4 separate regions of the Sus scrofa genome follow, and all the other regions are linked to region 2. The links are chromatin contacts, called in public Hi-C maps. All regions are on one chromosome and are shown on one strand. Each heading gives the region's core, a stretch centred on a gene start, on an enhancer-like site or on the middle of the called end of the contact. The rest is flanking DNA. Distances are from core to core; before and after follow the strand shown. Region 1 has its middle 24 kb from the start of COPS8. Region 2 has its middle 190 kb from the start of ACKR3. Region 3 overlaps LOC106506422 (a long non-coding RNA gene). Region 4 holds the start of ACKR3 (atypical chemokine receptor 3).

What was found. Hi-C and Micro-C count contacts between places; a contact is called where the count stands out from the background.
Region 1: a contact with region 2 is called in a Hi-C map of embryonic fibroblasts, with 2.1 times the contacts expected there. The contact joins two enhancer-like sites. A contact is called at or near these places in 2 of 47 Hi-C or Micro-C datasets (embryonic fibroblasts and subcutaneous adipose tissue).
Region 3: a contact with region 2 is called in a Hi-C map of embryonic fibroblasts, with 1.8 times the contacts expected there. The contact joins two enhancer-like sites. A contact is called at or near these places in 2 of 47 Hi-C or Micro-C datasets (embryonic fibroblasts and mesenchymal stem cells) and 1 of 2 datasets of contacts at active chromatin or transcription factors (skeletal muscle).
Region 4: a Hi-C map of embryonic fibroblasts shows a contact between it and region 2, with 2.2 times the contacts expected there. The contact joins the promoter of ACKR3 here to the enhancer-like site in region 2. A contact is called at or near these places in 1 of 5 promoter capture datasets (fetal skeletal muscle), 2 of 47 Hi-C or Micro-C datasets (brain and embryonic fibroblasts) and 1 of 2 datasets of contacts at active chromatin or transcription factors (skeletal muscle).

The regions. Positions count from the first base shown.
Region 1 is chr15:136,801,125-136,807,242 of Sscrofa11.1, forward strand. No RefSeq gene overlaps it. Among named protein-coding and RNA genes, the nearest start is that of COPS8, 24 kb to the right of the region's middle. Within about 2 kb of position 3,862, at least 11 of the 83 cell types and tissues checked have an H3K27ac peak or open chromatin away from gene starts, as enhancers often do. A contact at or near this core is called in embryonic fibroblasts, where this site is marked.
Region 2 is chr15:136,561,901-136,568,456 of Sscrofa11.1, forward strand. No RefSeq gene overlaps it. Among named protein-coding and RNA genes, the nearest start is that of ACKR3, 190 kb to the left of the region's middle. Within about 2 kb of position 1,776, at least 6 of the 83 cell types and tissues checked have an H3K27ac peak or open chromatin away from gene starts, as enhancers often do. A contact at or near this core is called in embryonic fibroblasts, where this site is marked.
Region 3 is chr15:136,413,766-136,420,116 of Sscrofa11.1, forward strand. The region is part of intron 1 of LOC106506422 (a long non-coding RNA gene); the gene reads left to right. Among named protein-coding and RNA genes, the nearest start is that of ACKR3, 46 kb to the left of the region's middle. Within about 2 kb of position 1,901, at least 4 of the 83 cell types and tissues checked have an H3K27ac peak or open chromatin away from gene starts, as enhancers often do. A contact at or near this core is called in embryonic fibroblasts, where this site is marked.
Region 4 is chr15:136,367,396-136,373,791 of Sscrofa11.1, forward strand. ACKR3 (atypical chemokine receptor 3) reads left to right here and starts at 3,062. Exons shown (of 2, transcript XM_003133759.4): 1 at 3,062-3,217.

The DNA of each region.
Region 1 (6,118 bases), core at 2,612-5,111, 240 kb after region 2:
ATACAGATGCCCAGTTCACTTACAATTTCAGATAAACAACAATTATCTTTTTAGGTATAGCTCTATTCAGTACATGGTTATACAAAAATGTATTCAGTGCTTATTTGAAATTTACCTAGGCATAGTGTGTGTCTATGTGCAAATCTGAGAGCAAACAGGGAAACAAAAGATGCTAACATGGGCTCCAGATCTCCCCTTGGCTCAGGGCGAAACACCAAACAAAGGGAAGGGAATTTTGCAAGAGACTAAAAGTTCACTACAAGAAGAGAGAGAAAATTAGGGAAAAAGGTAGTTAAGGAGTTAACACATCAGAGTCTTCAACATATTTTATAGTTAGGATCAAGGGCAATGGATTCCTGCAGATGCTGAAAAAGGAAGCCTGAGACTCAAGGATTCCTGATAATGAGTCATGCCCTTGATTGAAGTCTGAAAGCAATTAGAGGGAAAAGATGCTCAGTATCAAAATTCAATCCAAATGAAGATGGTAAGGCATCATTTTGAAGGATGAAGAGGTGCAAGCTTTGATGGGACCCCTCTCCACCTTACTGTGCGGTAATGAAATAGATAAAAAACAAACAAACAAACAAAAAAAACTGGAAAAAAACTGGAGAAAAAACCAGCCCTCTCTGCATCTCAGAAGAGCTTTAGGAGTTTTGAGCAATGACAAGAGCTACCTTCTGTTATTGGAGAGGAAATTCTATCTAGATAGTTGTTAACTTTAGGATATAAGATAACCAGCAGGTCTACCAGCCAGCTGGGCTATCAGACCCAACCTCTCCCACAGGGTTGACCTTCTTTAGTCACACACACAGAGACGCAGACACACAGACACACACGCACAGAGACGCAGCACACACACACGGCGAGGCAGGTAACTTGGAAAGGATCACACTCTTCACTCACCTGAGCACAGGACGAACCTCCCTGCTACGGAGCAGCTTAAACACCCAATTCCCAGGCTCCTCCCCAGCATCACATCCAAAGTCTTGAGGTAAGGAGGGCCTCAAACATACTATAAGAACTGCTGAGGGTGGAGTCTTTGTGGCAGCAGCTAGGTTGGTCCATGATGAGAAAACCATACCATGAGTATTTAGGAGTAAGCAGACTGCCTCGTGAAAAGGGTCCTTCTAGACATTTCATCCAAGTGGTCCCAACCACAAACACAGTTGGAAAAGCTCTTGGTGGAAGGTTCAGACACGGTTAACTCTTCAAGAAAGCCATCTGGCCTGGCAGAAAGCTTTCTTGCCCACCCCAGTTTGGGTATGCCCATGAAGATTTTGCAAGAGCTTTAAAGACTGGGAAGCAATGCCAAGTCTATCCTTGCCACAGTAGAATCTCCTTCTGCCCATGATTTTACTCTATGAAGTGGGCATCTTCATAAAGGAAGTTATGGGTTAGAAGGAGTTATCCGTGGTAGAGGATGGATTCTTTGTGGCATCGCTTCCCGGTCTTTAAAGCTCTTGCAAAATCTTCATGGGCATACCCAAACTGGGGTGGGCAAGAAAGCTTTCTGCCAGGCCAGATGGCTTTCTTGAAGAGTTAACTGTGTCTGAACCTTCCACCAAGAGCTTTTCCAACTGTGTTTGTGGTTGGGGACCACTTGGATGAAATGTCTAGAAGGACCCTTTTCACGAGGCAGTCTGCTTACTCCTGAATACTCATGGTATGGTTTTCTCATCATGGACCAAACCTAGCTGCTGCCACCTGCAGCATATGGAGTTTCCGAGGCTAGGGGTCCAATCGGAGCTATGGCTGCTGGCCGACACCACAGCCACAGCAATGCAGGATACTCAACCCACTGAGCCAGGTCAAGGATTGAACCTGCATCCTCATGGATACTGGTCAGATTCGTTTCCCCTGAGCCACGACAAGAACTCCTATTTTTATTTATTTGTTTGTGTATGTTTATTTTTTTGCTTTTTAGGGCTGCACCCACGGCATATGGATGTTCCCAGGCTAGGGGTCGAATCAGAGCTATAGCTGCTGGCCTACCTACAGCCACAGCAACACAGGATCCGAGCTGTGTCTGTGACCTACACCACAGTTCATGGCAACACTGGATCTTTAACCCACTGCGCAAGGTCAGGGTTGAATCTGCATCCTCATGGATGCTAGTCAGATTTATTAACCACTGAGCCATGGTGGGAACTCCTATTTTTAATTTTTTTAAATTTTATTGGAATGTAATTGATTTACAGTGTTGTGTTAGTTTTAGGTGTACAGCAAAGTGAATCAGTTATACATACACTTATATCCGTTCTTTTTCAGATTCTTTTCCCATATAGGTTATTACAAAATATTGATTAGAGCACCCTGTGCTATACTGCAGGTCCTTACTGGTTATCTATTTTATATACAGTAATGTATATTTTTTCCTTTTTTACCTTTTCACAGCCACAACTACAGCATATGGAAATTTCCCAGCCAGGGCTGAAATCTGAGCTGCAGCTGGAGCCTACACTACAGCCACAGCACCACTGGATCCAAGTTGCATCTGTGACCTATGCCCCACAGCTGATGGCAACGGCCAATCCTTAACCCACTGAGCGAGGCCAGGAATCGAACCTGCATCCTTACAGAGACAATGTCAGGTCCTCAACCTGCTGTGCCTGTTTTGTTTTTTTGTTTTTTTTTCCCTATGGCTACTAGAAAACATAAAATTCCATGTGTGGCTGACATTGTATTTCTACTGAATGCAATCCTCTAAGTGTCTGTATAGCCATAGAGCCTACATCACTATTCACGTAAATGTATACACCTGAGCCTTTGTTCCCCGGAATTAACTAGAACAGTCAGGTGCACAGAGGAGAAAGGAAGACACACTCCCTCTCCCTGGGAACATTAAGAGGAAGAATCGCATTTTCTTCCCAAGCACTGTTTTGTTTCTTTCACTGTTAAAATCTTCCGTACCAGGGAGTAAAGTAGAGATGTTGCGAGGATAATGCAAATTATCGTTAGCAAAGATGCCCTTGTTCACGTGACGATGCCAAGGAGCTAGAGCATGGGTTGACGTCCAGATGCTTTCCCTTGAAGATGCCCAGGGACCAGTCACCCCTCCTGAAAGGGCAGGATGCAGCCTGGAGGTGACAGGCGATTGGAAAACTCAGAAGGGAACGTGGGGATAAGAAGAGTAGAGGAGCACAGGCCAGAGCGACACCCAGACGATGGCCGGGCCTATGGACAGGCTGCATATGGAGGGAGTGGTGGGGGCATCATAGCTCAGTGCTGTGACTCACTGTCCCGACCCCGTGAGCTTGCCAGACTGTGTGTCTGTAAATTATTGTCGTTCTAGTAGTGAGTATATATAATCAGCTGAGAAATGTTCTTAAAAATCTATCTCTAGCCCCTAAAATAGGAATTTAATTGATGTCTCACCCCAGTCTTAGCCAGAAGACAGGCGCCCAACAATATTAAGTAATGTTGAAGAATAAACCCAGGGAGGAGTTCCCACTGGGGTGCAATGGGATCTGCGGTGTCTCTGGAGCACTGGGACTCAGGTTCAATCCCCAGACCGGGGCAGTGGATTAAGGACCCTGCGTTGTGCAGCTGGAGCATAAGTCACAACTGCGGCTTGGATCTGATCCCTGGCCTGGGAGCTCCAAATGCTGCACAAAAAAGAAAAGAAGAAATACAAAGAAAAATAAATCCAGATAGCTGGAGTCTCACAGTTATTTATGGAGGTGATCTTCTAACTACCTGATTTTCCTTTTTCAGAAGTAATGACAGCAGCTGGAATATGTAAGGTTCATGGACTACAGAGAGATCAAAAGACTGGTCAAAGGAAGGCCAGTCTCCGACTAAGCCATGCTAGGTCATCTTAGGAAGCAGCAAAATCATACCGAGAAACGGATTTTTACTCTATGAGTCAGGGTGCAGGAGGCTGGCTGCAGTGGCCTGGGATGACATGAGGGTGGTCAGCCAAGGCTTGCCTTGCCAAGTTTCCCCTACGGCCAGAAAAGAAAGGGCCCAGAACCTTAAGAGATGAAATAATTTATTTTCTAAGAACCTAGATAACTGGCAAGGAGATCATATTAGAACCCCAAAGAGTCGTTAACAGATTAGGGTCTTTGTTTATAGAACCTCGCCGTGTCACGTGACCGGAGAGGAATTTAGTCGGTGGGGCTGCATTCCTGAGGCGGCTTAGGCCTGGGTCTCATGGCTCCGCAGACACCTCTTAATTAACCGCACCGGCAGGGAGGTCAGAGGCATCTGTGTTGAGCTGGACTGGAACCAGGGAGAACCTGCGTGCCTTCTGGGCTGGGTGGGCTGTAGAGGGAGGGTCTGCTGGGGACTGGGCAGGCAGGAGGAGCAGACACCACCGGCGTGGCTGAAGGCGCACCCCGGCAGGCTCCAGGGGAGGTCACAGGAAGCCTGGTCCAGCCCCTGCCAGGAGGGCCCTGGTGACGGCTGTCAGCGCAGGCACGCAGGCATGCTTCTTGGTCTGCACCAATTTTAGTTCCATTCCTGGAAGATGTCAAATCGGTGGGCACTCGCAGCTCTGCCAGAGTCGCTGGCCTGGGGGGGCGGGCTAGGTGACGGCGGGGCCTATAGGCGGGGCGGGGCCCAGTCCCCAGGTGAGGGCGCACTGCCAGGTGAGGTTCCCTTATCAACTTGATCCCAGGGGATGCTGCAGCCATAAGGAGGCGGCCCAAAGCCACCCCGTGGCCCCAGGAGAGCGACCCTACTGCATCACAGGTGAAAACCAGCTATTTTGACAGATAGGAAACCCTTACCTCTTAGTTGGTGTTCTTGAAACTATTTTTAAAGTACCAAATGCAGCATGTTTATTTTTTAAAAAGAAATAAAAACTAAAAATCATCTATAATCCCATCAAGCAGGGATAACTAGTAATATTTTTATAAAGCATGTTTTTATAGTGTGAATTCACTGGGTTTTGTCTATTTTTTATTATAGTTGATTTACAATATTGTGCCAATTTCTCCTGTACAGCAAAGTGCGTGTGTGTGTGTGTGTGTATACACATACTTGCGATGGTGAGAGGAAGAAATGGGAATTTCTGTAAAGGGAATTCTTGCAGTGACATCTGCTAAAATCAGGATATATGTATTTTGATGGGACTATATACCTATAATTTTTTGTTGTTGTTTAGTTTTTTTAGGGCCATGCCATCATCCCCCATCACACTGCTTTTTTAATAGGAAGCTTTTAGCATGACTTAAGCACAGATCCGCTCTGCCATGAGACTCTGGCCTCCCCTTCATAGGTCCTCAGCATCCTGGTTTGAGGGAATTCACTGTTTTAATCCTGGTTTTTGTTTCAAAACATTATTCAATGCCATTGGGCATTTTTCAGTATTGTCTATTTAACAAATGCATGATGCTCATTTTCTGATACATGTAAATTCATCTCTCCATGGTTGGGGGTTGAAGCAGACCTCACATTAAATTATAGGTATAGGAGTTCCCATCGTGGCTCAGCGATTAACGAACCAGACTAGTGTCCATGAGGATGTGGGTTCAATCCCTGGTCTTGCTCAATGGGTTAAGGATCCAGCATTGCTGTGAGCTGTGGTGTAGGTTGCAGACATGGCTCAGATCCTGCATCCCTGTGGCTGTGGTGTAGGCTGGCAGCTGTGGCTCCAGTACGACCCCTAGCCTGGGAACCTCCATATGCCAAGGGCGTGGCCCTAAAAAGACAAAAAAAAAAAAATTGTAGGTATATAGTCCCATCAAAATACATATATCCTGATTTTAGCAGATGTCACTGCAAGAATTCCCTTTACAGAAATTCCCATTTCTTCCTCTCACCATCACAAGTGACCTTCAACACAGTTGTACCACCGGGTAATTCTTCAGCCCTGGCTTATGTCTACGGATATTCGCATCGGTGGCCCATTAGTTCTGCCCTGGGCAGATGTGGGGCTGAGTCCTCCGACAACTACACTTTCTAGGAGGGATCACGGTGCCCAGATTGGACGGTCCGGGATCAAAGCTCATCAATCACACAACGATGCCACCTGGGCCCTGCCCTTGGCGTGAGAGGCAGGCAGAATTCAGTGAGGGTATTTTGGACAACAGTTGAAACTGATGCCTTATTGACACACATACACACACACACACACACACACAATGCACCAAGACCGCAGAGAGGACAAGGT
Region 2 (6,556 bases), core at 526-3,025:
TCTGCATCTGGCTCCGTCACGGGGGCCCCTGCTGGACCACCAGGCGGCCCAGGCAGAGCCGAAACCGTCATTCTTGGAGTAGCTCTAGCTGATGACATCCCGCTGGATGGCATTGTCCCCAGTGCAGACTTTCCCTTTCTTGCTTACATCAAAACGCGCGACTGCGCTTCATAAATCTGGAGTTTGGTGGTGATAGAAGGGCAGGGGTTGGTTCTAATTTAGGTCTTTGCGACTGACGATGTAATAGATCTATGTTCTATTGTAGCAACGCGTGAAAATGGAAAGCTCATTTCAATATTTTTCTCATTATGGATGAAATATGTTCTCCTTGAAGCGATTTGGAAAACACAGAAGAGTGTAAATAAGAAAATGAAAATCACTTGTAAAATCACAGTTAATCACTGTTAACATTTTGAGGCATTTTCTCCACCTTTTTATCCTTCAAGCAGTGGTTTAGAACAGCATTTGTTGGTTGGTTGGCCACACCTGTGGCGTATGGAAGTTCCCGGGCCAGGGATCGAACCCAAGCCACAGCAGCGACAAAACCCCCCGCGGTGGCAGCACCACGTCCTCGACCCGATGAGCCACAGGGGAACTGGGAGAAGTGTCTGTTGAAGGTCAATGTGCATATGCACCACGGGAGAATTGCGGAAGAATCCATATGAATCTGAAGTTCTAGGGTGCGGCTACGCTGGGCTTCAGGTCACGAGACTGCTGCCGGTCTGGGAACCCCACCTTCGCCTGGTGAGGGTGAGCGCTCAGGCTTTCACCAGGCCGAGGAGCGGGGCTCTGTTGTCTCATCTCTGAAATGGGGACAGCATCAACCTTGTGGAGGTTTTGTAAAGCGAAACTGAGATCAAGTATATTGAGGGTTATCTGCTGGCTGGCATTTAGCAGGTGCTCAGTATGCTGTAGCTCAGTCACAAATAAACGAACAATTTCCCAGAACGCTGCGATTTCCGTGTGCCCTTCTACAGCCTACACCTTCATGTGACCTCAGAGGGTGAACATCTTTCCAATATTAAAAATTCTCTGTAAACATAATTTCTTTTTTTTTTTTCTGTCTTTTTGCCATTTCTAGGGCCGCTCTCACGGCATATGGAGGTTCCCAGGCTAGGGGTCCAATTGGAGCTATAGTCCCCGGCCTACACCAGAGCCACAGCAACGCAGGATCTGAGCCACATCTGCAACCTACACCACAGCTCACGGCCACACCGGATCCTTAACCCACTGAGCAAGGCGAGGGATCGAACCCGCCACCTCACGGTTCCCAGTCAGATTTGTTAACCACTGTGCCATGACAGGAAGTCCTGTAAACATAATTTTTAATAGCTATATTTTAACGGCTCCCCCTGTGTGGATGAACGGTAATGCATCTGAGCATGTACGTTGTCTAAATAATTGTTTCAACTTGTGGTTTTCTGGTAATCCAACAAAATCCTATTAACACAGCAGCTATGTTATGGGAGAGGAAGGTCCTAGGATTTTTAAAAGATGCTTTGTTGTGCTTTCCTTGTCTGGAAAACAAGAGTTACAAGGCATTTTGAGAGAGCAGCTGTAGCAACATGCAAGCCTCAGGCAAAGCTGTTGTCCTTTTTTTGTTTGTTTTCTTTAATTCGAGGGTTCCTGGCATCCTGATATACTCTTGACAAAAATACTAGGAAAACAGTTATATTTCCAAAAAAGAAAACCCCAAACTTTCTGCTTGGAACTATACTAAGTAAAAAGAAGGCTTTTCAAAGAGAGTGTGTCATGTCTGCTCCCAGTGATGGAGAAAATAACTATTGAGAGGAAAGTGAGTCAACACAGGAAGAATCTTAACATTTTCGGAAAGAATTTCAGATATTTTTGGATTCTTTTGAACTCAGAATTTAATTTTTTTTTTCTTATTTCATAGCAAATGCTTCATTTACAAAGATGAAATTTCATTTCAGGGATTTATTTCACTCTTGAGAACAGTATGTATTTGTTATCCTTCTCGGGCAGACATTTCACCGGGTTTCTTTTTCAGTGTTTTGTTGGTTGGTGGTTTGCTTGGCTTTTCTGACCATGCCTGTGGCATCTGGAAGTTCCCGGACCAGGGATTGAACCCATACTACAGCAGAGACCCGAGCTGCTGCAGTGATCCTTAACCCAATGTGCCAGAAGGGAATTCCCAGAAGCCAGCTTTGAACATGAGGGCACGTGAGGTGGCCAGCCTCCCCCCTATCTCCCTGTCCCCCCACAGATCTCCACAGACGAGGGCGGCTGTCACTGGCCGCAGGTTTGGCCTGTGGCTGTGGGTAAATGGTGATTGTTTCGGCATCTTTGATGGGGATCTTGATATGATGGGTTTCGTGGACTCTTTGCCCCAGGAGGAGGGGGATGGCCAGTGGTCTCCATTTACTGGCCCTCGAGGAGGGCCAGCAGAGCCCTTCCGTGTCTGTGACCCTTGCAAATCTTTCTGCTGCGATTCGTGCCTGGCCAATGTGAATTAATCATTCACCAAAGGCCTGTGGGGAGGGGCTGTTATTTCCCCCAAATTCGGTCCTTCGTTGTCTGCTGGCGCCCTCCTTACAGAACGCACACACGCCACCTTAAGATGAAAAACCATTCGGAGTTCCCTTGTGGCCTTAGGATGCAGGGCTGGCACGGCTGTGGCTTGGGTTGGAACCCTGTGCATACTGCGAGTGTGGCCAAAAAAGAAAAAAAAAAAAAAAAACAGATGAAGAACATTTGACCTTGGTTCTTTACTCCTGAATGTGTCTTTCCCTTGCTCCATGCACATGGGAATTTGGCACGTGCCCTGGAGCCATGACCTTCCTGGTGAACCCTGGGCCTAGGGCAGGAGGACTGCCCCACTGGGTAATCACCTTCTGTGGGCCCCTTGCAGGTTGAACGATTTTGGTTTCCTACCAGAAGCCTGAGTCAGCTCGGGGGCTGCTGAGGCCAGGACACACTTCTCTCTGGAGTCCTTCAAGAACTGATTGTTTTTTACTTTTTCTTCTCTCTTATTGATATTCAAGAGAAGTTTGGGCTTCCCACTCAGAAATAAGCTGTTTTTCAGCATTTTACCTCAAATAAACCCATTACACATTCGCCTACTTGATACTGCTTCTTTTTGATCAGTAATCGTGTCGATCCTGAGCTGCGTTGCCAGGACAAATATTATTTCGTTGATGTGAACATCTGTTCACAAGACATCTGACACTCAGATTCACGGAGCCCTGTCCTGTGACCCCTAAGATGCCCCGGGGACGGGTACCCACGCCTGGGAGTTTTACACCTTTGGCGGTGGGAGTGCGTTTCGTTATTTTCTGAATTGACGCATGCTCGCTTTAACAAATTTGCGTGGTACCAAAATAAATAACAAAGAAATGACTCTCTGCTCTCCCTCCCACCCCCCGTCCCCACAGGCCCCACTGGGGCGGCCTGTTCTGAAAGATTTCTGCTCCCTGCCGTCGTTGGCAGCTGCCCAGCATCGCAGAAACTCGACATCCCTTTTCTCTTCGAAGCGAAGCATGTCTCTTTGGTGGATGTGGTCACCACTAACCACAGCCATGTCTTTCTACATCTGACGGATGAACCTGGCTCAGCACATGTGTGTTCTGTGCAGCAGAGTTGGACACCCCCAGACAGGGTCCCTTGGGAGCTGAGAGAAGCAGGGACTGCAGGCCCGAGGGCACCTTGCAGGGAAAGGGCCTTCAGAGAGTGGCTGGGTGTGGCAGTGGTCACCTTAGATAGGCCTGGGCAAGGGAGACTGAGACCAGGGGCTGTCCCCTGGGCGTGAATAGACCCTTGCTCTGTGTCATTACTACTCTGTGAGTCACCTGGTCAACCCCGAATCCAGTGCTTGCCCCTGTGGCAAGCACCGAGACTCATGGAGCCAGTCCCAGGGGACAAATGCATGGGGACATTTTGCTCTGGGACCTGGTGATGCCCACCTCTAGTCACAGAAAAGCCAAGTCCATGTTTTTCTACTTGAAACATGGAGCCATCGTCCACTTGACCTGGTGAATATAGTTTTGGAAGAAGCCAAGGTTTAGGAGGCTTCACTCAAGAGCGACTTTACAAATTATGAAGGTGGGATGTGTCACTTAGAAAGAAACTGTTGATCTCTGCCTCCGTCCCTGGAAGACCCCTGCCCCCGTCCTTGAAGACCCCTGCCCGTGGCCATAAACACGACCCTCCGCTTTAGGAGCGGCTCGGAGCTGCTGTTCCCTGAGATCATGCCTTTCCGTGTTGACCCAGAGACCTGGGTACAGAAAGGCTGCTAACAGGCAAAGGGAAAAGCTGAAGACCCATCACACATGAATAGAAATTTAAAAATGTTTAATTGTGGTAAAGCACACATAACTTGCAATTTACCACCTTAGTCACTTTTAAGGGTACGTTTCAGTTGTGCCCAGTACATTCGCAGTGTTGTGTAACCATCACCACCATCCACCTCCCCAACGAGTTGGTCCCCCAGCTGAAATTCTGTCCCGATTAATCTCCGACTCCCCGCCTCTGCGCCTCCAGCCCCTGGTCACCACCATCTCCTTCGTGCCTCTATGAATCTGACTCCTCTAGAGACCTGGTATGAGGGAGTCCTGCAGGATTTGTCCTTTTGTGATGTGTTTCTTTCACGAGCATCGCTTCCTCGAGATTCGTCCATGCTGTCGCCTGGGTCAGCACTGCCTTCCTTTTAAAAGCCGGAAAATGGATGGACCGCATTTTGCTTATTCACGCATCTGCTGATGGGCACGCGTGTCGATTCTCCGCTTTGGCCACCGTGAATAGTGCTGCCGTGAGCACAGGGTCAGGGTTAGGTTCAGGGTTAGGTTCAGGGTTAGGGTTACTATCTTTGGGAGCGTCTGCTTTTAATTCTTTGAGGCGCATATACCCAGAAACGGAATTACTGGATCATAGGGTAGTTCTACTTTTAGTTTTTGAAGGAACCTCTATTTTCCAAAGTGCCTGAACCATTTTACATTCCCACTGAGCGTGCACAGGGCTTCCAGCTTCCCCCCGTGATCACCAGCGCTTGTTTTTTGCGTCTTGATGGGGGTATGCACATGGGCATAAGGTGATATCTCATTGTGGTTTTAATTTACATTTTTCCCTAAGGATGAATGATATTGAGCATCTTGTCGTGTGTTTATTGGTCATTGACATCTTTTCTTTGGAGATATGTCTATTCAAGTCCTTTCCCCATTTGTAATCAGGTTGCTTGTTTTTTTGTCGGTGAGTTATTGGAGCCCTTTATATATTCTGGATATTAATCCCTATCAGACATGTGGTTTGCAAATGCTCTCTCCATTCCATCAGCTGACTTTTCATGCTGTTGACTGTGTCCTTTGATATGCAGACGTTTTTAAAATTTTTTGATAGGGTCTAATGTATCTGTTTTTTTCCTTCTGTCGCTTGTCATACTTTTTTTTTTTTGGCCGCCCTGTGGCATAAGGAGAACAGGGCCCTGCTTGTTATCTGTCACCGTACATCATTCCACACGTCCGTGCACACCACACACACACACAGCACACATATATACACAGCACACACACACACACACACATACAAACCACATACACACACACACACACCACACATACCACACGCACACACCACACACACACACAGTCTAACATTCTTTTGTTCTTTGGCTGTAACGGTGACCAGACTCCCCTGGCCTTAATTATTACTAAATTGTGGCAAGTTGCATGTTCTCCCCCGTTCGTATTATGTTTCTATCAACACAGAATTTCTATCTAGAACTGAGGCTCTCATTTCAAGGTTCATCTTCGTGAGCATTCTGAGACTATTTTTCTATTCACACTGTAGGAAAATGGTCCCCACAGAAAACACTGGGCGCTCCCGGTTCTGTCTTGGCGGGTGTGTTGTCTTGGCCTGGTTCCCTCTCCCTCCACCCTCTTTCTGTTCTCACAGCATCCACCGTGTGTCTTTGTTCAAATCTGAATCTCCATGCTGGATGGCTCTCAAGCTGCACCTGGATTCGAGGTGGCTTAGGTGGCCACCGACAGCACAGCTCAGCACATGAGAGTGAACCGAACATCCTTCCTTCACCGAAATGTCCTTCTTTTCCACTGATTCACATTTCGGGGGGGGGGGGACACCATCTGCCCCTGGGAACATTGCTAGCCCTGGGCTGCCCTCCAGAGCCCCCATCCACTCACTCAGAAGCAGCCACTTCTGGGAAGTCAGTACTATTTCGAGAAAATTCCTTGCCTCTGTCCCCCCACCCCCATCACCAGTCTCAATTTATGGCCTCTTTCCCAGCAGAGCGTCTGCTTGCTTCTCTGCCTCTGGCTCCTCTCCCTGTCCTGCCTCTTCCATCATAAGCACCACCAGCTTCCTGAGATCCCAGTACACAGCTTTGATTTTATCACGGAACTGAAAATGTCCAGGTGTACTCCCTCCCTTCCGAGAAAGGCCCAAAGCCCTTCATCTGGTTGCCAGTGTCCTGCTCCTCTGGAAATGGAGGAGATCGAGCAGCCCCCTCACCTCCCAGGGCTGGTGTGAGAAGGCACTTCAGCAACGGCAGATATGTAACAAGTCTGACCAGAAATCCCAAAGG
Region 3 (6,351 bases), core at 651-3,150, 150 kb before region 2:
ATGAGAGTAGCAGAGCTGCGTGTGGATCAATCTAAGAGTGGGGGGGGGTGTATTGTGTAACCAGGCTCCCTGACTCCTCTGGCTGGGGAGGGAGGGAAGAAGGAAAGGAGGAAGGAGGGACGCATGGCAGCGCTGTTTCCCAGGCTGCTAGAACAAAGTTCCACAAACCTGCCGGCTGAACACAGCAAAATGAATGACCTCTCAGGTCCAGAGCCTGGAAGCCTGCAGTCGAGGCGGCGCAGGGCCCTGCCCACCCTAAAACCTGCAGGGGAGATGCCCTCCTGGGATGATGCCCTCCTGGGACTAGCTGCCTTCTTCCAGCTTCCCGTGGTTGCCGGAAGCCTAGGGATTCCTGGGCTTAAAGCAGCACGTAGATCTCTGCCTCCATCATCACAGGCCTTCTTTCCTTGTGTGTCTCTGTGAGGCTCTGTTCTCATCAAGGCATCAGTTGTCTTAGGTCGGGCGGCTGTGACAAAGTACCGTAGACTGGCTGGCTTACAAAGAGCAGAAACTGGTTTCTCATGAGGTGGGGGCTGGAATTCTGAAATCAGGGAGCCAGCACAGTTGGGTTCTGGGCAGCACCCACTTCTGGGTTGCGGAGGGCAGACTTCTCATTGTACCATCATCTGCCCTCTTCCTAGAAGGGCGCTGATCCCATTTGTGGGCGCTTCACCCTCATGACCTGTTTCCGCCCCAAAGCCCCGACTTCCAAGCACCGTACTTTGCTATCAGGGTTTCTTTCATCATATAGAATTGGGGGGCGGGTATTGGAGTTCCTGTCATGGTGCAGCGGAAACAAATCTGACTAGGAACCAGGAGGATGCAGGTTCGATTCCTGGCCTCGCTCAGTGGGTTAAGGATCCGGCGTTGCTGTGAACTGTGGTGTAGGTCGCAGATGTGGCTTGGATCTGGCATTGCTGTGGCTGTGGTGTAGGCTGGCAGCTACAGCTCCGATTAGACCCCTAGCCTAGGAACCTCCATATGCCATGAGTGCAGCCCTAAAAAGACAAAAAAAAAAAAAGTTGCAAACAACCCAAACGTTCAACTTGGAAGGGATGGTGAGATGGCTCTGAGGTGCATCCCTGTGGCAGAGGGCTTGGCTGCCTTGAAGAAGCTAAATTTAGATGGGCAGACCGGATGGGAAACCCAACCCATACTACTGACGGGAAAAAGCACAGTGCATGACGCATGAGTCATATATGTGCAAAAAACCCCAACCCACCAAATATGTATTTCAAAGGCACTTGCCTATGTGTACAGGCTCAGATCTGGAAAAGTCTAGAAAAGAAAACACAGACCGGTATTAGCGGTTATTTCTGAGCCGTGGGGGACTGGGGCAGGGCTGGCTTGGGAAACCTACTCTGTTCTCCACAGAAAGTTGCCCTCATCTCTTTACGCCTGCGCTGTGACCAGGGTACGAGGGAAGCACAGAGCAGACCCGAGGCTCGGGAATGTACCTTGCTGCGGGGCTGGCGAGCATGCACAGAGGCTGTCCACCCCAATTACCTTTTGACGGTTCCCTCCCAGTCCTCCCCAGCTTGGCTTTCTGGGGATGCTGTTTTTCGTCTCTAAGAAATGCCATGCCCCTAATTGCCAGGATCTGTTTTCTGCTGGCGGGACCAGTGAGCATAAGGGGCGGCCCGCGGCCGTCCCCAGGACTGATAAGGGAGGCTTCGCTGGTCTTTGTTGGAGGCCAGCAGCCTGATTAGCATGCTCTTTGCTTCCATGAATCTTCTGTGGAATCTGTCTGGGAGGGTTTCGCCTGGTACCCTAATGCTCACGGAATGTGCACACCAGAAGCCTGCTGTCTGCATCCAGCGAGACGCAGGCGAGGGGGGCATTAACCACTTCCTTCTTGGCCAGAAGCTGGAGCTGCCTTCGAGGACAGATGACGGTGGTGGTAGGCATTTGACTGCAGGAGGTTTGAATGGTGTGTCCAGCAGCCCTTGGCAGTGCAGGCCTACGTGGGCCTAGGGATGTGATTAAATTTTTTACTTACACACACACACACGAGAAATTCTTTTCTGATGACATACAGCTAAGAAGTCTACGAATGTGTTGGTTGCATAGTCAGGATGGAAAACTGGATCTTATCTCAAAAGGTGGAATTTCATCAGCAAAATTAACTTGGCTTCAAGAAAATCAGTTGCGTCGCTGCGAAGAAAATGTGCGACCTCTTCCACTGAGAAGGGTCAGCAATGAGGTCCTACTGTGCGGCACAGGGAACTCGATCCGGTCTCTTGGGATGGACGATAGTATGAGAAAAAGAATGCAGATACATGTATGACTGGGTCGCTCTGCTGTACAGCAGAAATTGGCCCAACACTAGACATCAACTCTAACACAAAAAATAAAATGAGAACCCCCCCTCCCGCCCCGCCACAGAGATGTGTCTGAACGTGCCTGAGAGCCCAGGGATCTGGGAGGTGTGGTCCTCAAGTCCAGGGGCGCCGTTCAGCTGCAGGCTCTGTAACGCCCCCGTCAAACGGGGGATGAAGATGCCGAATTAGCTCATCTCCAGGCAGGAGAGGCAAGTGCACCCCCCTTTCTCAGAACTGCTTGGGAGAAGTACTAGCCAAGGAATCCCGTTAGACGCTGAGAAAGAACTTTCTTCGTGGGAGAGCTCTCAGGCTAAGGGGGCTTCGATGGATCACAGCGAGGGCTCTGAGCCTGGTGGTACGCAGGCAGCCTCGTGGCAGGGGTTGCGCAAGGCCGGGCTGCAGGGCTGTTCTTGTCCCCTCTATTCCCTGCATCGGCACCACACCCCACTCAGGCATCTCCTGTCGTATGTGCCCCATGAGGGAACTGATGCCTATTACGGCTGTGCCCAACTACTAGCTGGCCCGCCCTGTGCCTTTAGCCTGGGTGTTAGGGCTCCACGAAGTCCCCACCTGAGGGCAGAGGTTTGTCTTAGTTTTCGACACCTGCAGGAATAAATTCCACAAACTTGGGGGGTTAAAAGAACACACACTTGGAGTTTCCATTGTGGCTCAGCAGGTAATGAACCCAACTAGTATCCATGAGGATGTGGGTTTGCTCCCTGGCCTTGCTCAGTGGGTTAGGGTCTGACATTGCTATGGCTGTGGTGTAGGCCTGCAGCTGCAGCTTGTATTTGACTCCTAGCCCAGGAAACTCCATGTGCCACTGGCGCGGCCCTAAAAAGCAAAAAATCCAACAAAACCAGACGAAACCAAAACAACACACACTGATTCGCTTCCGGTCCAGGAAGTCACAAGTCGGGAATCTGTTTCCCTGGGCTGAAGTCAAGGTGTTGGCAGGACTGGTTCCTTCTGGAGGCTTTTAGGGCAGAAGCAGAGCTTTTGTCTTTTCGGTTTCTAGAGGCCGCCTGTACTCCTCGGCCGTCGCCCCTTCTGCCACCTTCAAAGCCGGCACTCCCACCTCTGCTGGTCACCCCTCTGCCTTCTCCCCTCGGTGGTCAGAGGTCCCTCTGTCCTCTTCTTACAAGAACATTCGGGATTATGTTTAGGGCCCACCCAGATTAATCCAGGGGGATCTCCCCATCTCAGCAGCCATCTCTCCATTCTAATCACTTCCACCGAGTCCCTTCTTTATTTTTTTATTACTCAAATTAATTTATCACATCTGTAGTTATATAATGGTCCTAAAAATCCAATTTCACAGGATTCCCATCCCAAAACCCAAGCACATCCCCCCAACCCCCAAACTGTCTCCTCTGGAGACCATAAGGTTTTCAACGTCTGCGAGTCAGCATCTGTTCTGCAAGGAAGTTCATTGTATCCTTTTTTCAGATTCCACATGTCAGTGAAAGCATTTGATGCTGGTGCCTCATTGTATGGCTGACTTCACTTAGCATGTTAATTTCTAGGTCCATCCATGTTGCTAAAAATGCTGGTATTTCATTCCTTTTAATGGCTGAGTAATATTCCATTGAGTATACGTGCCACATCTTCTTTCTCCACTCCTATGTCGATGGACATTTAGGTTGTTTCCATGTCTCGGCTATTGCAAATAGTGCTGCAGTGAACATTGGAGTACATGAGTCTTTGTGAGTTGTGGTTTTCTCTGGATGGATGCCCAGGAATGGGATTGCTGGATCAAATGGGAGTTCTAAGTTTAGTTTTCTGAGGAATCTCCATCCTGTTTTCCACAGAGGTTGCATCAATTTACAATGCCACCCACCAAGTCCCTTCTGCCAGGTCAGGAAACACCCACAGGTTAGAGGGATTGGGACATGGGCATCTTTCTTGGGGGTGCCGCTGAGCTGTTTAGCTCACTGCCCAAGGGAGAGAGAAGACCGGAAATAGGTTATTGGAAGCACCTCCAAGTCTGGGGAAGGGATGAAAGTGGAGCGAATGAAGGAGGCAGAAGAAAGAGGCTCTGCCGTTCAGCCCACATGTTAATGGACACCAGGGGAAGGGGAGCTGGAAAGAGACAGAGCAGGGTTTGACTTTTTCACGGATCTCCTCATTGCCTGGAACGGTGCCAGGCACAGAGTAGGTGCCCAAGAAGTGTTTGTTGAGTGACTGAATCAACGAGAACATTGCCGCTCGCTGGGCAGGAGCTGTGTGGGCATCCTGGGCTGGCATCTCCCTGAGGCTGGGCTCTGTAAACCCACCTGGGAAGCTGAGATGCAGGCTGGCTGTGACCTGGGCTGGGAACAACAATGGGGCCCGAAGAGCCGGCTTCTCTACCTGCTGTTTCAGGGGCTCGTGTCCACCTTCAGAACAGGTGAGCCTTGCGGACGGTTGCGTTGAACCCAGAGAAGAGCTGAAGGCGCGTGGACTGGATGCTGATGGGGTTTGGCGTGCAGACATGCGAGCCCCTTGCAACTTCAGGCTTTGGACTTCATCCCACTTTCTAAGGGAGAAGATGTGCATCTTAGAAGCACGGAGATTCTTTCCTAGAAGTCGAGGAGTAGATTCCACGCCAACAAGCGAACTCTTTATTATTCAGAAAATTCCTCTCTTCTTCCAATCTTTCCTGCTTCTGAGACGGAACTGAAATGTCCCTGCTCCCTGACTGTGACCCAGGACTCACCGCTGATGAGAGCGTGTGTTCTCTCCCCGGCCGGCTGGCTGCGTCCAGCAGACAGAGGCTGGCTTCCCCTCGCTGGTTCCTCACTTGAGCTGCAGGAGCCCTTCCCATCTAATCACGCGGGCCTGCCAAATCCAGGTGGAGCACACCGGTCAGCATTCTCCCAAGTGGATGCTGTGGCCAGCGGGTGAATGATGGAGCTGCCTCCCCACAGAATGTTCCAGGGCTTTGAGGCCTGTTCAGACCAGAGGATGCTGCTTGTTAACTTCCTCTGCCGGCTTCATAATGAGCACGTGTCCATCTCCTGTTAGGGGCTTTGATAGCGGATTTCTTAGAATTCAGAGACAGTGATTCATTTTCTGAGCCTACAAGTTAGGCTGAAATAAGCATTCTGCTAGGCTCTGTGTTTACCCTGATAGAGGGTCCCCCAGGCTGGAGGTTCACTCATTGACTCAACAATTCTTTCGTTTATCCAGGACCTAAGGGTATCTTCCGTGTGCTGGGCATAGTGACCACAGAGAAGGCTGGAGTTGGTGGGCGACAGACACATAAAGAGCCTCCCTCGGGCTTTGTGCTGGAGACGGGTCTGCATCAAGAACTCGGGTGCCCAGAGGATGGAGTGAGGGTTGGCCTGGGCTGAGGGCAGGAAGGAGAATTTGGAGGAGCAGAGGGAGGAGGTGCCATTTGGTTTCCCAGGTAAAGAAGTAAAGGACGAGAGGAGACATGGGTCCCGCGAGAGGGAGAGAGCAGCTTCTGACCTCTGCCTGAGAGCCCGTTCACGTGTCCATTCAGGGTGCCGGGCGGGCAGGGCAGAGGGTGGGGGAGAGAGAGCTGGGGCAGAGTGGGGGGCTGCAAGTCTTTTTCTCTTGCAAGTAACAGGGTTGCAGCAAAGATTCTTAAACAGAAGAGCAGCATGGCGACCGGGGGCTGCTTGGCAGGTGGACTAGGGAGATGAGACCTGGGGGCTGGGAGGCAGGGAGATGGGTGGGGGAGAGTTTGTTCCCGCTGCGGGGCAATACTGTAAGGACCAGAGCTGAGCAGAGGGATGGAGGGAGGGGAAGGCCTTGGAGGTGCTCAGTCATCAGGTACATTCTGGGCTGAGCCGTGTTCCCCATAATTCACACGTTGGAGCCCTAACCCCAGGACTTCAGACCGTACTAGGAGGCAGTCCTTAAAGAGGTCTTTAAGTTACCGTGAGGTCTTTATGGTGGGTCCTCATCCAATCTGGCTGGTGCCCTGATAAGAAGAGGAGATTAGGGAGTTCCTGTTGTGGCTCAGCGGGCAATGAATCCGGCAAATACCCATGAGATTTCAGGTTCCATCCCTGGCCTCGCT
Region 4 (6,396 bases), core at 1,812-4,311, 190 kb before region 2:
TATGAGAGTTCATAAAATGTTGCAAGCCTTGGGTGGCCTCTCTTTAAATGCTCTGTGCCCCTGGAATTCGGTCTGGGCCAGGGTTGGAAAGGGCGAGAACTAGCCCTTCTGGGGCCTGTGAGGTTCCACTCACCTTTTCATTCAATCCCCAGATGCACCTGCCAAGGTATTATAATTATTTTGAAGATAGGAACCTAAGATTCCAAAGAGGTAAGCTGCCCGAGGAGACGTGGTGACTAAGTCAGGTTCCAAATCAGGCCTTTCTGGACCAGGCTTGGGCTGGGACCCCTTCCCCTTGTGGGTGGGGCTCTATCTTTCCTTCCAAGACCTACCCCCCACCCAAGGTGGCCGTGTCTGTCTGTTACTCAGCAGGAAGGTCCAGACTCCCGCCCCACGGAGCCACAGGTTGACGCCAGGAACCCGTCAGGCCTTGTGTGATGCTCGGATGTTCAGGGAAGAGCCGCTCTTGGGCAGAGTCAGTCTTCAGCGCTGAGGCTGAAGGTGCACGGGAGCCTCTCTGGGGCCACCTCTGTCGCCATCAGAGCTGGGCTCTCTCCATACCAAGCGTGCTCACCGAAAGCCGCCACCCCACGGGCCAGAGCTCTGCTTCTCCAGGATCCCTTTGAAAGTGCAGTGAGGTTTCAAGGCGGAGGCTGAGGGTCCCACATCTGCGGGCAAGTGAGCTCCCAGAAGGAGCCTGCTCTGCGGAGTCTAAAATCCCAGGTGCAGGGTATAGACGGGGAGGGGAGGGGTGGCTGAACCCGCGTCCCGCCCCGCCCCCACGGCACTCAGCAGCCAGGGCTGGCCCAGGGGGTCCAGAGTCAGCTGGGACAGCTCGAGAGACAGCGACCCATTCCTGCCTTCGCAGAGTTTCCTCCTGGGGGCTAATCAAACTCAGCCGCCCGCCCCCCCCAGCTGACCCTCCCCTTAAAAACGCAATCCTTCCAACAGTTGGGGTCGACTCCCAAACGTTCTTAGAGGCGTTTCAGTCCTGGGAGGATGGAATCCTGTCCCCTTGCAAAACATGGCTCACTTACCCTCTCAGTGCCCCCAGGCCTGGGTTCTCCGATGGGGTGGGGGCTGGGAGCCCCGGGGCACAGCTCAGATGCTGGATGCGGGAGGGCTTCGGGCCTGGTCCCAGCGGAGGACGCAGCCCTGCACCGTGGCGGGGACTGCGCACCTCCTGTGCCCCTTGTGGTCCCCGGATGCTGCCAGCGCCGCCCCTACCCAGCCCCTTGGGGGGGGGCACGGGCCCCACGGCGTCTGAGCTGAAGCGGATTTTTTTTTTTTACAACTACTTTGCGTTTTCCTTCCTCCACTTTAGCAACTGCATCCTGTCGGGGGTTTCTCGGCCGGCAGCGCGGCGAGCTTTCTTTTCATCAGAAAGCACTTCATCTCCAGCGGATTCAAACCCGTGTTTCAGACTCACCCTCCAGCTTGCCAAAGGAGGAAGGCGCCCTCTAAAGAGCAGATCAAGTTCATAAACTGCAGAGAGTCAGCCTGTGCGTCAATGTTCTCAGAGGGGACCTCTGCTCTGCCCCCATGGGGGCCTTTCTGTCGGTCTCAGGGTCACCCGCGGGTGGCAAACGGGGCCAAGAAAGGAGCTGGTCTTAGAGCCTCCTTACATTTGAGCAGAAGCTTACAGCGCCTTTCACTCTGGGAGCTCGAAAATGGAGCTTTGGGTACCCAGGCGACAGGAAGAAGATTCGTGCCAGTTCTTAAGGACAGCGACCCTGTCGGCAGGGACAGGATGCGCAGACGCCCACGGAGGGCGTCCGGGCGCAGGGGTGCGCTTAGCTCCCATCCTGCGGTGATTCCATTGAGCTCCCTGAAGTTTCATCTAAGCAAAACCTTTCTTTTGTGAAGCGCTTTCGCCACACCAGGCCTTCTGGCTGCTGGGGAGTTTGACCTTCCAATCCTCCAGACTCAGCATTTGGCCGTCTGCTGGTATTTTTCGTGGAAGTGTAATAAGAACCGCAACACGTTTCAGCCGCGGAGAGCGTGGGAGCAGCCCGCCTGCCGGGGCTGCCAGCCCACTAGTGACTTGAGCCATGGAACTAACTCCGCGAGAAGCAGAAAGCAGAACAAAAGCCACACCACCGCACATGACTCTGGGGGAAGAGCTCAGCAAGGACGTTGTAAAAGTGAAAGTTTAGGTCGCCCTTTTAGGGTGGATTATTTATCTAGGGCCCAGGCGGTGAATGTCATATGAAACAGTTTTTTTTTTTTTTTAGGTCAGGTTCTTCCATGGACAGAACTTTAGAGAAGAACATAGATTTCAATAATAATTAGAACTTCTAGATAAGAAGGTAGGTTTCAGTAAAAATAATAATAAAGGTGTTAATCTCACCTCCGAAAAAGACATTATCAGAAGACCCCTGTGATACTTCCATTGTGTGCCTGGCGCGGGGTCGGGGCTTCCGAACATCAGTTTCATTAGATTTGCAAGGCCGTTGGACCTAAAGTCCTTCACAAATGAAAGATTTAAATAAAATCAATCCCAAAGACTCTTTCCCCCACTTTGGGGGTACAGGATGTGGTATTCATTCATTTCTCAGAACAAAAACTGTTAATTCTGTTTTGGAGAAATTAACAAAACCCAGGTTTAATAAAGCAACACCAAAGTTCAGAAGTTCAGAGCAATTTGTCTTGGGAACAAAGTCTTCCCCTGAAGCTGAGAGGCATTCAAAGGAATTCTTGGTGCTAATGGGATTATTCAAGAGATACCTGCTCCCAGATAAATATTTGATGATTTTGCAAAGCACTAGGGTTTCTTTGCCATTCTTTTTTTTTTTTTTTTTTTTTTCTGCTGCTGACACATTTCCCCCCTGGGGTCTGGACCTTGTAGCTTCATTAGACTTTGCAAATGAACGTGGCTGGGGTTTCCCAAGAGTGTGCTTGCGTGGGAGAGCTCTGCCAGAAAGGACAGATGGGGGTTTGCAGGAGGCGTGTGTGCGCACGCGTGTGCAAGTGTGTGCGTGCATGCGAGCATGTGTGTGTGCGTGCGCGCCTGTGTGTGTGCACCGAGAGGGGGGTGGCTGAGGGAGGGAGGGAGGAGATGTGGGTTACAAAGCTGCCATCTAGAGGCCGCCTCCCTGCAGTGTATATAACGCAAGTCTGCAGCCCAACAGCTCGCACTTCCTCCAAACTGCTCAGCTCTAAGGCAGTGATCGCAGGGAGCTGGGAAGGGGAGCCCTACGCCGAGCCCAGCCGGGAGGTAAGGAGACTGAGCTGGGTCGGCAGCCCTGCTTAGAAAGGGAGGGAGGACGACGGGCAGGGCTTCTGCTCTTAAGCTAAGCGCTCTTTTTCAGGGGTCTCGTTTATTCGTAGTGGTGATGGGTGCTTGGGAGTCTGCAGGTCTGGTTTCTGAAAGCAGGGGCTGCAAGCTGCATGGCTGCATTGCAAAGTGCGGCTGCTAATGTGCGGCTTCGCCTTGGCTGCAGAGAGGAAAAAGGGCAGTTTTCTGAAGTGGAAGCCCCCCCCCCGCCCCCCACCCGGTGTATTTGTTGAATTCAGGAATTGGGGATTTGTTTGCTGCCGTGGGTATTTAAGCTCCTGCCGGCAGATCACTTCACAAGAACGCAGACGGTCCATTCAGCTTGCTCAAAGTTGGCAAGGGGGTCAGCTTGGCACCGCTGCTTACCTGTTTCACTCCTGGTGTATCAATGGGGAAGCAGAATTGGCAGTGAGTGTGTGATTCCAGAAAGACGGACCCTTTATGAAGAGGCATCTTCTTCAACGAAGAAGAAAACGGTGCCGAGAATCTTTGCGGGCTCAGGATGTGTTTGAATTCAGTGCTTTGGAGGGATTACCAGAGCCTGTAAATCCGGAAGCTATAAGGGTGAATGTTAAATACAGCTTGGCCCGTTTGTCTCCTGACTGCATCCTTCCTCGTCTAATTTGTGTATTTATTATTCTCTCAGAAGGTGTTAAGTCCAGCTTCATGTGGGGAAAAAAAGGCACATGCACAAGTCTAGGATGTTGCAATGGAATGATACACTTGAAATAAAACAGGACTTTTGTTCAGTTTTTGTGCATGGAGATTCAGGCAGTAACTGCGGGGAAAGCCTTTGGAGTGAGGTCAGGCAGGGGTGGTTATAGCCAAGACCTGCAAGTTACAGGCAGAATGAGAAGTGGTAAAAGTCAGACTGCCCGGCTCCCTTGCCCTCTCTTTCTTTCTTTCTCTTTCTTCCTTTCTTTCTTTCTCTTTCTTCCTTTCTGTCTCTCTTTTTCTTTCTTCTTTCTTTCCTTCTCTCTTTTCTTTCTTTCTTTCTTTCCTTCTCTCTTTTCTTTCTTTCTTTCTTTCTTTCTTTCTTTCTTTCTTTCCTTCCTTCCTTCCTTCCTTCCTTCCTTCTTTCTTTCTTCCTTTCTTTCTCTCTTTCCTTCTTTCTCTCTTTCTCTTTCCTTCCTTCCTTCCTTTTTTCCTTCCTTCCTTTCTTTCTTTTCTTGTCTCTCTTTCTTGCTTTCCTTTCACTTCACTTGCTCACCCCAGGATAATTACATTTCCCAGAAGAAGGAGAAGCCCCCTGAAATGGTTTATAGCCCTTTGAAGGTATTCGATGCCTTGACACCCCCTGAAACTTGGCCCTGCAAAGTCTCAATGTGGCAACTTTTTCCTTTCCTTTTAAAGGCGCAGAGGCTGCCTTTGTGTCCCTTTATTTATTCCAGGGAAAAGAGGAGATCGAATAGGCTTGCCTCAAACGGCAAGTGGAGGCTGCCGGTGTCTGTGCTTAACTTTCCATAGATTTTAAACGGATAAACTGCTGGCCCTTCTTTCAGCAGCCCTTGAGTTTCTCCAGATGCAAAGCCTTTTTCTAAAGCAGAGCTGCACATGGGAGCTCTCGCTTGGAAACAATTTGCTCTTTTTCCCCCAGCCTCTGCCATAAACACTGCCCTGTGCATTCAGCTGCCTGGGCCGGCCTCGTGTCCCCCCCTCCTGGAGATGGAGGGGGAGGAGCACTGCCCTGGATCGGGGTGAAAAAGCAAAAGAAAACGGAGGAATGCCTGTATTTTACTGCCCATCTGATTTTTTTTGGGGGGGGGCTGTGCATGGAAGTCACTGTTTTAGGAAAGTTCCAGAAAGTCCAGCCCAGACAGCCTGCCTGCGCGTACCTGGGCCAGGACCTCGGTGGTGAGGTTATCCCAGATTAACAGCAAGTCTTGAGAGACTCGAGAAGGTATTATCGTTTCTAATCAGGTCCAGAACAGGCAAAGTATAGGCTTTCTGGATGGGGGAAAAAACAAACAAAAAAAAGACACAAAAAAACCTACTTAATCAGGAACAGTGGCTTTTTGTGTGATCCCTCTGGGCAGAGAGGCTCCCGTTTTTCAGGAGACACGAGGGAAGTTGGTTGAAGTTACTCAAACCTGAGACTGAAAGAGAGTCATTCTCCGAACGCTGAGAAGAACCCAGGAGCAGGAATAGCCTGAAAAGGTGTCATGACTTGAGATTGTTCGCAGCGCTTTTGCAGAACACGAATAGAATTTGAGGCTAGAAAAGCATGTGTCTTTTTCATCCAGGAACTTGGTTTTACTTAGACTCAAAAACAGTGTTAGAAAAAGCCTTCCCTTCAGATTGCATGTGTGTAGGTGGAACGTTGAAAGCAACCAAAGATCGTGTGTCATGTCCAGCGATTTTAAAGCCCAGAAAATTGTAGCTTTGGGACCCATATGTTTTATGAAAGTAAAAGCGAGCAAGCAGAAAAAGAAAGAAATGAGAAAAGGGGTGTGGGGGGGTGTCTCTGATTTCAAACACCTGATGGTTTGGTTACATAAGAATGTATTAGTTTAGAATTGGGGGGAAAAAACCCCATTGTTGCTTCTTGATTGAAGTGATGAGAGAATTGCATGTTTTTATAGGGAAAATTTTGCTGTGCCCCGTTTGTTGTTGTTGCTTGTTTGTTCGGAGCGTTCACAGGGTGGAGGGGCTGAGACGACTTCAGGTGGCCTTAGGCTGCTCTTGGCCAAGGGACGGATGACGAAGGAGTGGGCGGCATGGGGACTGCACGGTCAGGGCTCTGCCAGCCAGGTAGCTGGCCTCTTCCAGTGTCCTTATTGTAACAGAAGCCTCTGTGGGTTCCTCGCTCAGTGTTAAGTCTTAAGATTGTGTCGTGTGCTCCTGGGAACCCCATTGTGTGAAGCCGGTGGTGAGTGGCTGTCCTAGGCTGGCTGACCTCCCACTGCCTCGTCCAGGCCCTAAGCTGCGTGGGAATTGGGGCTCTGGTTACACCTGGTCCACCCAGACAGCAGCCTTTGTGCCGAGGGGGATTGTGGGATCTGCCCTTTGGGGTCCAACCTCGCCCCCCCCGCCGTCCCCCTTTGGGCTGCTGCGCACAATAGGACAGATCGGGTTTCTGGACGTGGGGTTCATTTTATCGCCCCGGAAACTTAAAGTGG